2 separate regions of the Mus musculus genome follow, and region 1 is linked to region 2. A link is a contact called in public Hi-C data. All regions are on one chromosome and are shown on one strand. Each heading gives the region's core, a stretch centred on a gene start, on an enhancer-like site or on the middle of the called end of the contact. The rest is flanking DNA. Distances are from core to core; before and after follow the strand shown.

Region 1 (6,491 bases), core at 614-3,113, 85 kb before region 2:
GATATGGTGTACTGGATAGTCTCATGTCAACTTGACACACAAGCTAGAGTCATCTGACATGGGGGGAACTTAATTGAGAAAAGGCCTCCGTAAGATCTGGCTGTAAGGCATTTCCTTAATTAGTTAGCTATGGGGAAGGGCCCAGCTCACCGTGGATGGTTCCATCCTGGGCTGGTGGTCCTGGGTTCTGTGAGAAAGCAGGTTGAGCAAGCTATGGGAAGAAGCCAGTAAGCAGCACCCCTCCATGGCCTCTGTATCAGCTCCTGACTTTAGGATTCTGCCCTGTTTAAATCCCTTTCCTAGTCAGGAATGATGAACAGTGCTGTGGAAGTATAAGCCAAATAAATCCTTTCCTTCCCAAGTATCATGGTGTTTCATAACAACAATTGAAATCCTAAGATAGTTGGGTATCAAATTCAGTGTCTCCTGCCTACACAGAAAGCACTTTACCATCTGAGCTATCTCCAAGGCTCTATTTCTAAGTATTCTATTAGAATTATCGAAGAGAAACCGCTAAGCCTAAGTAATTGCACACATATATTTTGGGAGAAGAAGGCCTGATTGCGTGTTTTTGGCTTTGAAAACTGATTTAGAAGGCCGGGGAAGTAGCTTAGCAGGGCAGCACTTGTCCAGGAACTGTTAGGTTCTGGGTTCAAATTCCCAGGATGGAGAGAGAGATGGGTTTGGGAAGTTATGTTTGAGCCCCAGATCACATTCCACCCATCTTTAACATCTTTGCATCATCTTGTTGGTATTTATGGTTCAACACTTGCAGCTTCAGAATGAGGGTGGTAGCAGAGCCTGTACCCCAGGAAAGAACTGTTCCCTCTAAGTGCCCACATTGGAAGCAACCTAGTATAGTGCCCAGTCTGTCTCAGGAATCGCTTGGAGCCAGACCAACTGTGCCTTTCATTGTGTACCCAAAGGGTTATCACTCAGCCTCTCTGAATGAGTTTCTTCATCTGCAAACTAGCAAGTGAAACTCATGTTTACTTGAAGACTCAGTGCGGATAAACACAGCACAGCGCCCGATCCGTGGTTAACTCTTCAGTAAGCATGCAGTAATACACATGATCTAGATGACCCTTAAAGCAGCCTTTTAGCTGTTCAAGTTGCAAGTCTTTCCCCGAAGCAGCAAGAAGACCATGAATTGCCACCCACGCCACAGAGGTGATTTCCTGAACGCTGAAGTCCTGCTGTTAGCAGAGCCCTGTGCTGTGCATGCGTACATCGAGCTGAGTTGTATGTACCCCAGGAACTTCCTGGCTGGAAGGAAAGGGAAACAGCAGTGACTCAGATCCAAGGCGCCAACCAGGAACAGAGATGCATGTGACAAGAGGCATTTGGAAGAGGCAGTGCAATGACAGGTCCACCCAGTCCAGGCTTTGCTAAAATGGGGGGCTGGGATTAGAGTTCTGCCTGGCTTAAATACTCACGCATTTCCTCTGTACCTATCAAGAAAGCCAAGGTTAAAGTGCTCCTGGAGTAGACCAGGTCTGCCTGATAGGTCTGTATTTTGTGTTGTCCCGCACGGGGGTCCTTGCAGTGTGGCAAGGGTGACTGAGGAGCTGAATTCTATCTTGCACTGAAATGTTACCCGCAGTTGCTGCGTTAGATGGCATATTGAGACAAGGAAGATGCATTTAAAAGGAAGGTCTGACATCGAGGATCAAAGTCTTTAATGTCGAGCAAAGTGGGAGGACTTAAAAGCAAGAAGGGCAACGGACAGACTCCAGCATGAAAGGATCCTTCACGGCCACCAGGCTGGTTTTGTGGAGGCCAAATCTCTTGCTCCTCGTGAGCCACACAGGAATTCGGTTGCTGTGCTCTGACCCTGCCATCTTTGTGGCTCTTTGTCAACCAGTCTGGGGCCAGGCCAGAGCCCGTGGGGAGGGCTCCCTTTGGCAAACACACTTCCCTTCTTCTCTGTTTGTATTTGGCATTAAACCGAGTAACTGTCTCATGCTGAAACCACCACACGTGTCTAATTCCCATTTTGTTTTCTGTCAGACTCAGGCAGAGCACCCATGGAAAAGCTGGCACTTTTGGGTCACAAAGAGTGTTCTCTCTGCACTTGCTGATGGCTGGGGATGCACTGGACATGAACTGGGCAGCCATGGGGACTGCAGGCCTCCATCAGAATCATTCAAATCTGAGTTGAGCAGCCTTGGGTGGGTGTGTCCAACATACACTATGGGAAGGAAGAGGAAAGAAAGAACAACCGCTAGAATAAAAAGATGTTTTCTACTGTGTTGCTTTTCTTTATTCCTCTTCCTTTTTTTGTCCCTTCCTTCTTTCCCTCTTCCTTCTTATCTTCTTCTTCTCCTTCTTCTTCCTTTCCTCCCTCTCCCTCCCTCTCTCACTTGCTCTCTTTCTTTTCAGGTAGGCTTCTCACTGGAATCAGGAGATTGCAGATAGTCTGGGCAAGCTTGCCAGTGAGCCCAAGGGACCTGCCTATCTCCATTTCTCTAGATCTGGGATGACACATGCTTGCCACCACACCAGCCCCAACCCCCCCTCCCCATCCCTTTAAAATGAGGCAGGATCTCATGTAGCCTTGGACAGCTTCAAACTCACCACATAGTGGAACATGACTCTGAACTTCTAATTTTTTGCCACCTTCTCCTGAAGGCTGGGATTATAGGCTTGTGACACCATTTTATATAGTTCTGGAAAGCCCAGGACTTCATGTCTGCTAGCTACTCTAGCTATCTGAGCTGAATCCAAAGCCAATTATGGTATTTCTAATTCCCAAGGTCTTAGTGTATGAAGCAGGCCCCTTCTTCCGGTATCAATCCTTTCCCACTGCACCTTCTGGTAAAGGTCAGGATGGATGCAGGGACTTCCTGAGGCAGGGCCAGCACCACCACACACAGGCCTTCTTCCCCTGGATCCTGGAGCAGGCACAGGACAGGTGTTCAGTGAAGATCGCTTGTTGGAGGAAGAGATCCTTCTTCTCGCCCCCACATCTTCACAAAAACACCCAGTGTCAGTTTTTGTGCCTAACAAATATGAGTCCCTTATGCTCCACAGACATAAAACAAGCAAAAAAAAAAAAAGCAAAAAGCAAAAAGCAGTTTTTATCCACTTTGTAGAGATTGGATACGTTGAGTAAGTTCAATGCAAACTTGAGTTTGATCTTCAAAGAACCCCAAATCCCACTACTTAGATTAAAGAAGCATCCCTCGGGAGCCCATTTTATATAAGGAGATAGACACTAATCAAATATGATGTGTCTGACGTAGCCACCGACAGTCAGTCCTTATCCCAAGTCAGTTTATGGAGCAGATGGATGGTGGCTACAGCTGCTAAGGGAGGGTTCGTGACAGCTGCTCAGGGAGAGCGCCCTTCAGGGGAGGATGAGCCCCGAGGACACTGTAGTGATCTCCAGAACATTTGAACAGTGGCAAGGTGAAGGGGCACACTCTGCCTCTATGTCAGGGACACCTCATATCTTGGCAAATCTGAGTGATTGTGAATACTACACCGGCACAAGACAGGACAGCTGCCAATGGAAACCCACTAGATTAGTTACTTCAAACTTTACAGAAATCACTTCAAATGTAACAAACGTTTTTCCTCAACTCTTACCCACTGACACATTTCCAAAGCCTGTTTATGTATATATGAACCAATGCCCTGTTGCAAGTGGCAGACACTCAATACACAGTGGCTTTGTGAAACAGGGTGCTGAAAAGCCAAGCTTTTGGGAGCAGCTGGATCTGCCTTGATTCGTTCAGACCTTCTTTCCTCTATTGTGGCTTCACTGTCAGGGCCTCTAGGCTCACCCCCCCCCCGGGGGGGGCTGCTTCTGGAGATTCACAGTGACTGATAGCTCCTTTGCTCTGGTAGTTCCTGCGCTGAGAGAAAGACAGCAGTGCTGAAGCTCTGAGCTGCCTGCAGCTACACACTTCCTCCTTCCCTTTGAGAGATTCTTCTTCCTGGCAGCCTTTGGAATTCTCCATCCCAGAGTTTAGGATAGGAGGTTATTGGCTCACCTTGTTCCTTTGCCCGGCCTGTAGCTTCCCTCTCTTCCTAAATCCTGCCCTCAGCTCTTTCAGTCTGTGGAATCCTGATTTGAATCCAACTCTTGGTTTTTATGCGCAGATCTTTGCACACAGGTGCTTGCTCTCTCTCACTGGAGCTCCTCACTAATGAGTAGAAAGTAAGGTACTCATCTGGAGGGCTGCCCTGGGTTTCTAGAGAAAGTGTATTCAACACTCTGACAACAGACTCTGGGGCACAAGTGCCACTCAAAGTTACAGCCATTGTGCTTGCTGGGAGTACTATGAATACTTTATGCTGATGTGTTAGCAGTAAGGTTATCTTCCAATAATCCATGAAGGTGATCTAGGAGGAAACGTTCAATAAGGAACTTAACTAGCAGAAGTTTATTTCTTTCTTAGATAAAAGTCTGGAAAGATGGTCCAGGGAGAGAGAGAGAGAGAGAGAGAGAGAGAGAGAGAGAGAGAGAGAGAGAGAGAGAGAGAGAGCGCATTCCTATGTGAGTTTGTATGTATGCATGTGGTGGTCAGAGAGAACAATCCTGGGAGTCTTTTTCAGGTACTGTCTGCCACTTGAGACAGTCTCTCATTGGACTGGAACTCAAGGATTAGGCTTGGCTAGCTGACTAGTGAGCTCTAGGGACCCACTCATCTTTCCCTCCCTTGCACTAGAAGTACAAGCGTGCCACCCCATCCAGCTTTTCTCTCCTTCGTCGCCAGCAAGTACTTTACCAGCTGAGATACCTTCCGGGTCCTTTTCGACTTTATTCTTGTAGTATTTAGAGATTGTTCTTCAGGGATACCTCATAGTTCCAGAGGGTGGCTCTAATTTCAATTATCATGTTTCATGCCAGGCAGAGGTCAGGGAGAAAAAGTTCAGGTTCTTTTTCTTCTGGAAGGTTCATACTCCGGTTCTGCACAGTTCTCAACACCAGAACGTAAGTCATACCTAGCTCTCAAGGGTGTAGCCTTATTGAAGAGTATCCAGCTACAAAGCCTTCCTACAGCGGGGCAGGAAGGGTAGGCTCTACGGGCACAGGCTAGACACTAGGAGTGCAGAGAAAGTCTCATTTCTGCGTATTCTGGGAAGCTCTGAGGATTCCCCGTCACCTGAAGAATGGAGAGTCAGCTTCCAAGTCTTTAAGAAAGTCAGACACTAAAATGCAAGTCTGTAACTGTTCCCTGAGCCAAGGCACTTTGCTTGCTGTCTTCCCCTCAGCCTGCCAGCGGGGCTGGGGATAGGCAGAATATTGGCCCCAGGCAAACTTGGTTTGAGGCCAAATTCCAGGACTCTTGGGGCTGACTGGCAGCCACTCTGTCTGAGCAACCTGGGAGATCCTGAGAAAAGAATAAACATCCGAATCCCAGAACAAAATCCTCAGCGATGATGCTCCTGCTGTCGGCTCCGGCTGGGAGAATGAGGTCATGGGGACCAGCGAGAGGCTGAAGGGCGCCAGAGCACAGCCCTACTGCCCATGAGCCGCAGCTGGAGCCCAAAGTAGAGCCAACTCTCAGGAGGGCACTGTCTCCCACTGCTTCTGTGGAACCGATTTGAGTTTGGGCGCTGGAAGACTGGACCGCCAAGACAGCTATTGGAGCCAGCAGCAAACAGGAGTGTTGAAGAAAGGAAGGGCTAGGTGTAAGGACTGAGGAGGCTAGGTTAAGTAGATATAGAGCAAGAGGACTTTTAAGGCAAGAAAACTACTTATAGGATACTGTAACACTGGATGCATATTGTTACCCAATGTCCAGATCGATAGAAAGTAATGCGGGGGGTGGGGGGTGGGGGTGGGGGTGGGGCGGACTCCCGAGTTGGTTCTGTGGTTGACAGTACTTACTGCTCCTGCAGAAGACCCAGGTTTGGTTCCCACCACCCACACAGTGGCTCTTAATCATCTATAATTCCAGTTCAAGGGGACTGGACACCCTTTTCATTTTTCTTTTCTTTTCTTTTCTTTTCTTTTCTTTTCTTTTCTTTTCTTTTCTTTCCTTTCCTTTCCTTTCCTTTCCTTTCCTTTCCTTTCCTTGTCTATAACACAGTGTAATTAATGACAAGAGCAGAGCTGTACAAAGATATAACTGAGATTTTATGTCTATTGATTAGCAACTCCTCTTCCCCCATCCTCCCAGACCTTAAGAAACCATTAAGATCTCCTTTAATTTAACGGTTGCACTATTTAGATACCTCATGTAAGGGGAAGCATGTAGTCTTGTCCTTCAGAGCCTGGCCTCCTTCAGTCAACACACTGTCCTGGGGGCCATCCGGTGTCTTAAGTTGCAGGATTTTCTCCTCTCTAAGGAATTGTAAGGCTGAGCAGTGTTTCCGGGATGAAGGTATTACTCAGGGTCTGACATCTTTTTCTGACCTTGGAGGTTCCAGGCAGAGTTATATAGATGGAGATGGAGATGGAGATGGAGATGGAGATGGAGACAGAAATAGATAGAGATACATACATACATACATACATACATACATACATACATACA
Region 2 (6,060 bases), core at 2,525-5,024:
CAAGGCTGAGCACTGTGCTCACATGGAAGCATTTCTGATTACCCTAAATGCAGCAAGAGTTGAATCTCCAAGAAGGAGGACCAAGAAAGAGGGAATTAGCAAAAAGGGTATGGGAGTGTGCTCAAAGTGATCATATTCTTACATGAAAATAGGCTTAGGTAGCCAAACAGAATAAAATAAGATAAAGAAGAAGTGGAGCAAACAATTTTAACTTCCAGATATAAACGGCCAGTCTTGGGAAAATGTACCCTCTTTAGAATGGATCAAATGAAAGCCAGATAAGTCCCCCAACACTGAGGAAAATGAGGGCTTCTTTGGCTTGCTTTTGTCTTCTGCAGACTCAAAGAAGCAGAAAAACCTTCAAGTATGACTTCTACGAGAAGAGTCCAGATAGAAAGACTCCCCAAAGGCCCCCAGTACTCCCTGAGAAACAATTTTCACAGTCTGGGACTCATAGATTAAGGGACACATGTCGGTTAGACTCTGTGGCCCTTAGCCAGCACAGAGGCAGCAGGACTGAGCTCCATCCCCTGCCTCCAGTACCTAGCAGGTGGAGCCCGTGCACGGCATATTCCCCTTCCCTTCCTTCATCGTTCCTGGTGAGTTTGCCTCATGCATCCACAGGGGAAGTCAAGTGTAAATAGAAAGTTCCAGCTTCCAGGTCAAGCTGCTGTCAGAATCTCCCTCTTCTCTCTGAAATGCTCACAGTCCCTGCCAGCTCTTTATTGTGTACCTGTCAGAACTGGCTCCTTCTAATCTCTCTGTGTACAGATTCCCTCCTCAGTGACAGTGTCACTGACCCAAGAAGTCCCTGGAATCAGGCTGTCTCTTTCCAAACAAATATAGTTATGGCTGGATGCTTCTCCTCACTTTCTCGCCAATCAGGTCTCTGGTATGAGGAGCTATTTCTTCATCAGCTGGTCCCATGTGCTGATTACAGAGAAAGATGTGCCATGGAAGAAGCCTGTCAGGCAAAGGGTGCGAAGAGTTACTCATGGTGTCCTGCTTTGCAGTACATTCTTGTCACTAAGACTAATACCGGTCTAGACAGAGCAAGACCCCAGGGTGGGCTGGGCATTGGATTCTGGGGTCTCTTGCCTAACAGAAATGTCCCGACTGTATATTAGAAGGAGAATGCAAGTGATGTGTATAGAAATGAGTGGACACTGTGGAAGTGAAGGTGGGGAACCTCAAGGCCAACTTACAGAGGAAAGCAGGTGACAGAAGACTCAAAGAACAGCAAGAAGAATCTAGAAGGAGGGCTGGAAAGGAGACACTAGAGAGATGGGAAAGGAGTAGGGAGCAAGGAGTAGCTCATCAAGTCAGGAGGTGGACAGTGGGCTGTCTGGAAATCATAGACGAAGACTGCAAAACAAATGGTTGGTAATTATGACCCTGGAGCGAGGCAGCCAAGTGGTCAAGGGTTGTTGTCCATGTCACACATCCCTGGGGGCCAAGTTATCATTCACAATTTTAGAGTTGCGCTGCACCTCACCTGAGTGACTTCTGGGGATAGGCATGCTAGTGAGAATCCTGTCAGACAAGGGATGAAGGCAGAACCTCACCACCAGCTGAGAAGTGAATAGAGGTGGGGTGCAGTGTGGGGACAGGGCGGGGCAGGGTGGAGTGGAAGCCCATGAAAGTGCTTTTTGAAAGGTGTTCGAAGTTAAGGGAAAAAAATGTGATTAAAAGGACTTGGGGAAAAAATCGTCATGATTTCCTCTTGCATTATAGCTTGGGCTTCAGAGTCTGGGCATGACAGGGAAGGGAGGGGTTAACAAAGGAATAGCTGTGACAGATGAGGAGACAGATGGAGGGAGAGGAACTCAGCCACTCAGAGACAAGTATTTGAGTCTCTCCACCCTTTGCTGGACCGTAGCTGTGGAGAGAAGGCAGCTTCCTGGTGCACAGAACCTACACTGCCCACCTAAGCCATGCTACAGGGAGAAAGCCCTTGGAGAGCGGGTGGAGAGAGCAGTTCATCTGGAGTTGGAGTGTGCTTCCTTGATGAGATGATCTTTTGTGTGAGCTGAGTGCCACTGAAAACCAGGGCAAAGGTCATTCTTGGCAGGTGGCAATGAGCATAGGACTTTCAGAGACAGGAAGAGACCAGCATGGCTTGGTCTGGAGCCAGCAGAGGCATGCAATGAGACCAGAGTATTAGGTGAGGCAGACCTCTCAAAGCACAGGACACTTCCATCGGGGATGCCCAGTGACCAAAGTATATGACGAATCAACCACCAGAGCCTGGGGTCTGTTTAAAGGTCTTCGCCGGTCTCTCAGCCTGCCGGAGTACAAGCAAGAGCCTTCTTCCAAGTCTGCCCTCAGGACTGACAGCTCACCGGAGTCAAGATGAGTTTAACATCATGTCTTCCTTGGAAGGTATCTGAGTCAGGCCCAAGACCTGACTACTTCTATTGTCCCCTACCAATGCTGTGGTGAGAGGAAGGGGACAAACGGGACTGACTATGTTCCTACAAAGACACAGCTGCACCAGTCTTTCACAGAAGGTGAACGCTGCTGCCCTCCTGCTCTGTGGCTGGAACCTGCTTTTCATTTGATGCCTTTTTTCCATACTTCACACTAGCTGGCTGCCTCTTGCTGTTCAGACTTCTTATGGTATCCCCTTGGCTCAACTCAGAAGTTACACCCTTTATATTTTTGGTCTTCTTCATCCACATAAACATCTCAGGTTCCTTAATGCATGTATTATCAAGAAGGCAATCTGATGGAAAGAATTCTCACGGAAGCATTAGCCAACTGGTATCACTGTTACACTTGCAAATTAGAGGATTTGCTCAGAATATTTAGGATTATGTCTGCCAAGGGATGAGCTTTAGAAAGACAGGAGCAAGACCTGGAAATGGACACCCTTTAAGAGGATGCTGGCATATGCTAAGGCTGGTTTTGTCCCCCTTCCCCCCCCCCCCCATCTTAAAGGGATAGAGAAAGCTAACTTCTGTGTTAAAAAGTGAAGTTGGAAATAACTGTGTGGTCTAACGGGGGAGAGTTACAAAGCAGCACGTTGACACTACCCAGGCTTCAATCTAGCTTCTCTGGTTAGGGCTAAAAGTAACACAAAGACTCCACTAAAGGCTACAGAAACACAACTAGAACACCTTCTGTGTATGCTGTATGCATTTCCTGGCTTAGTATTCCTGATATAGGTGTTGCTGTGCTCCCTTTTCTAGGTGAGACAGGGTCAGAAACATAGAGTAATTTCCTTAGAGTCGCAGGGACATACTTAAGATCTGTGGCACGCAAGCCCAGGCTGTCTGAATCCAAAAGCTGCTTGTCCTATGTGCTGCACAGTCATGCCTTGCCCTAACATGATGGCTCTTGACTTGGCCAGGGCTTGAGACATATCTAGCTTACAGATCTTCCATATATCAGGTCGAGTCCTCCCTCCTCTGTCCTGGCCTCAGTTTCCTTATCTGAAGACCAGGGAGACAGTGGAGATCACTGGAAGATGAGTATTCTCAGGTCAGTTAAAGATTTGCTTGATCTGAAAATGCCGGCTATGAGTCTCCTGCTAGGCTCTGAGAAAGAGGCCACGCCAACACTGGTTGAGCATCAGGCAAAACCACCAAGCCCCAGATGGATGTGACCTCTGGGAGTTCATCCAAACACTGGGGTTTGGGGATGGGTGGGAGGGCAATGTTCCTCCTCCAGCAGGCTGAGTTTAGCCAGCAGCGAGTGCCAGGGTCTCCTCCACAGCCCTGCCCAAGCTGCTTTCAAGGTGGGGCAAGTTGGGAGTGTTTCTCCCTCTTCTGGTGAGAGCCAAGAGGTCAGGAGGAGTGTAGCTGTGACAGATGGAATCTGCAAACTTGTTTGGAAACACCCTTTTCAAGTGCACCCTGAGACAGGATTAAGAGAACAGCTTTGGCCCGTTTTCAGGACTGTCATCTGCTGAACACCTCCAAGCTCATTTGAAGGAAGTGACAGAGAGACTGAGATTGCAAATCAGGGAACTTGGCCTCCCCACCTCCACCAGCCGGAAGAAAACAAAAGCGCCTTAAGTAGGAAAGTGACACAGCGCCATCTCCTGGCCAGTAGTTGTCTGGCCCTTGGGGGCCTCTGGTCAGAGTCAGGACTCCTCTACTTCAAGGATTTTGACAAATTGTGCTAGAGGGAAGGCCTGTCCTGGCTTCCAGGAGCTAGGGTGCAAGCATGGGAATTGCATTCACTCTCAGTTTACAATGTGGACATATGTGCGCACTCATGTGTTTTACACAAATACATGCACATTGAAAGTCAATTTGAACATCAAGTAGGATTGACTTTTCTGTGAGGCACAATTCCTCTTCTTGTAGGCAGCTTTCAAGGTTAAACTCATCATGATGAGGTTATGCACTCCAGAGCCAGTGTGTGTGGGTTCAAACCTCAAGTTTTACCATTTAGTCGCTGTCAAGGTTTAAGCAAGTTACTTAACCTCTTTGGGCTGCTCGCCTCTTCTATAAATATGAACAATACTGATACTCCAGCAGCATATTGTGATGAAGCGGTACAATGTATGATCATCACCCTGTACATACTAGCTGTAATTATTGTCCAACAGAGCATGGCTCTCATGTAGTCCCACCATCTGTAGAGTCAACCCATTAAGCTCCATTCTAAGTCTTGTTGGTCAATATGTCCCAGGCAGACATTTCCAGTTAGAGAAAGTTAATGTTAGAGACACTATTTGGTTAACATAGGTGCTACTTACACTCTATATAGCCTCTACGAGGTTTAAGAGTCATGACTGTGGAACTCCCATGTCCTTTGTCTTTATTAAGTCAGTCTGGCAAGGTGGTGGGCCCGTTGGTGCTGTAGACTGACTGATGACACTCTGGCGGACAGGGTGGATGTGTCCTCTCTCCAACTTAGGGAAATTTTCCTCCTGGCTTTTCCTACCTTCATCTGCAAAGTATCCCAGGGAAGCTAGCAGAGTGGCTTCCAGGGGAGCCGCAAGCATCTCGAGAAACTCTGACTTAGATGGGATACTTACAGACACTAACCAAAAAGAGCTCTTTCCATCTAGAAAAATGATGGCCAGGAGACAGGCTGCCAAAGTCAGAGGCTGGCTTTCCCAAGGTCAACCATAAATCAAGGTGAGCACATGTTACAGGAGCCAGTGCTGGAGTCTTGAGGGGGTGTGGGGCCTGATGACAGGGGGATTATCTCTTCCCATTCCGTCTGCTGCCAGGGAAGCCAGGCATGTGTCTGCTCATTGCCACCAAGGAAGCCTTCCTGCTGTTTAATGAGGGTTAGCTTGCCCTGGGAAGGAAGGCCTGGCCTGCACATCTGTCTCATCAAAGGGGTCAAAGGCTTAGGACACAAAGGTCTCTCAGGCCTCCATTCTCTGGCCTTTATCACCCCCCAGAAGCCATCCTGTTAACGTGCTCAAACAGCCGTGACTTTGCCTCTGCTGTGTTTGGGGAGTTCAGTCTGGTGAAGAGGGAAGAGAGAGAGAGAGCCCTTGGAGTCTCTCAGACTTCGCACTTGGCTGCCTCTCCTGAGGAGGACCTGAACCGTGACTCATCTGGGGTAGAATGTTTTGTTAGCAAATCCTTGTTTTGCTTTAAAGCCACTGATGTCTCAAGAAAACAGCCTCAAGCGAATTTGGAGGAGGAAGAGGAGGAGGAGGAGGAAGAGGAGGAGGAGGAGGAGGAGGAAGAGGAGGAGGAGGAGGAAGAGAGAGAGCGTTAGAGAGAGAGAGAGAGAGAGCACTGCCTCACATGTAATCTGTTTACAGGGGACAGAAGTGACCCTAGGAGCAAGCTCGAGCCAGGCACCCTCACCATGATGGCCTTGAGGTCATGAGGCTTTTTGCAGGAAATCAAGACATACTAATGCTTTAAGTTGGAAGGACATAAGAGATGGTGAGGCTGCATCTGCTATGGAGCTTTGGAGGTCCAACATCACTTGGAGTTTAGGAGCTGCCTTTGAACTCAAGGCTTCACCCCACACACCTCAGCTTCTTCATCTGTCAAGGGGATTAGCAATACTAGGGTGAGAACAACATGACAAACGCAAAACATATTTCCTCTTCTCTCATGCCAGCACATAGACAGCCAA

What was found. A called contact is a pair of places that touch in the nucleus more often than the background predicts.
Region 1: a Hi-C map of cerebellum shows a contact between it and region 2, with 2.8 times the contacts expected there. The contact joins two enhancer-like sites. A contact is called at or near these places in 12 of 484 Hi-C or Micro-C datasets (cerebellar granule neurons, cerebellum, cerebral cortex and 6 more) and 3 of 115 datasets of contacts at active chromatin or transcription factors (embryonic stem cells, neural progenitor cells and stem cell-derived neural progenitor cells).

Annotation. Positions count from the first base shown.
Region 1 is chr2:105,603,738-105,610,228 of GRCm38.p6, reverse strand. The region is part of intron 1 of Pax6os1 (paired box 6 opposite strand 1); the gene reads left to right. Among named protein-coding and RNA genes, the nearest start is that of Gm35946, 4.5 kb to the left of the region's middle. Within about 2 kb of position 1,863, at least 16 of the 459 cell types and tissues checked have an H3K27ac peak or open chromatin away from gene starts, as enhancers often do. A contact at or near this core is called in cerebellum, where this site is marked.
Region 2 is chr2:105,521,380-105,527,439 of GRCm38.p6, reverse strand. All of the region lies in intron 1 of 4930527A07Rik (RIKEN cDNA 4930527A07 gene), which reads right to left. Among named protein-coding and RNA genes, the nearest start is that of 4930527A07Rik, 48 kb to the right of the region's middle. Within about 2 kb of position 3,774, at least 19 of the 459 cell types and tissues checked have an H3K27ac peak or open chromatin away from gene starts, as enhancers often do. A contact at or near this core is called in cerebellum, where this site is marked.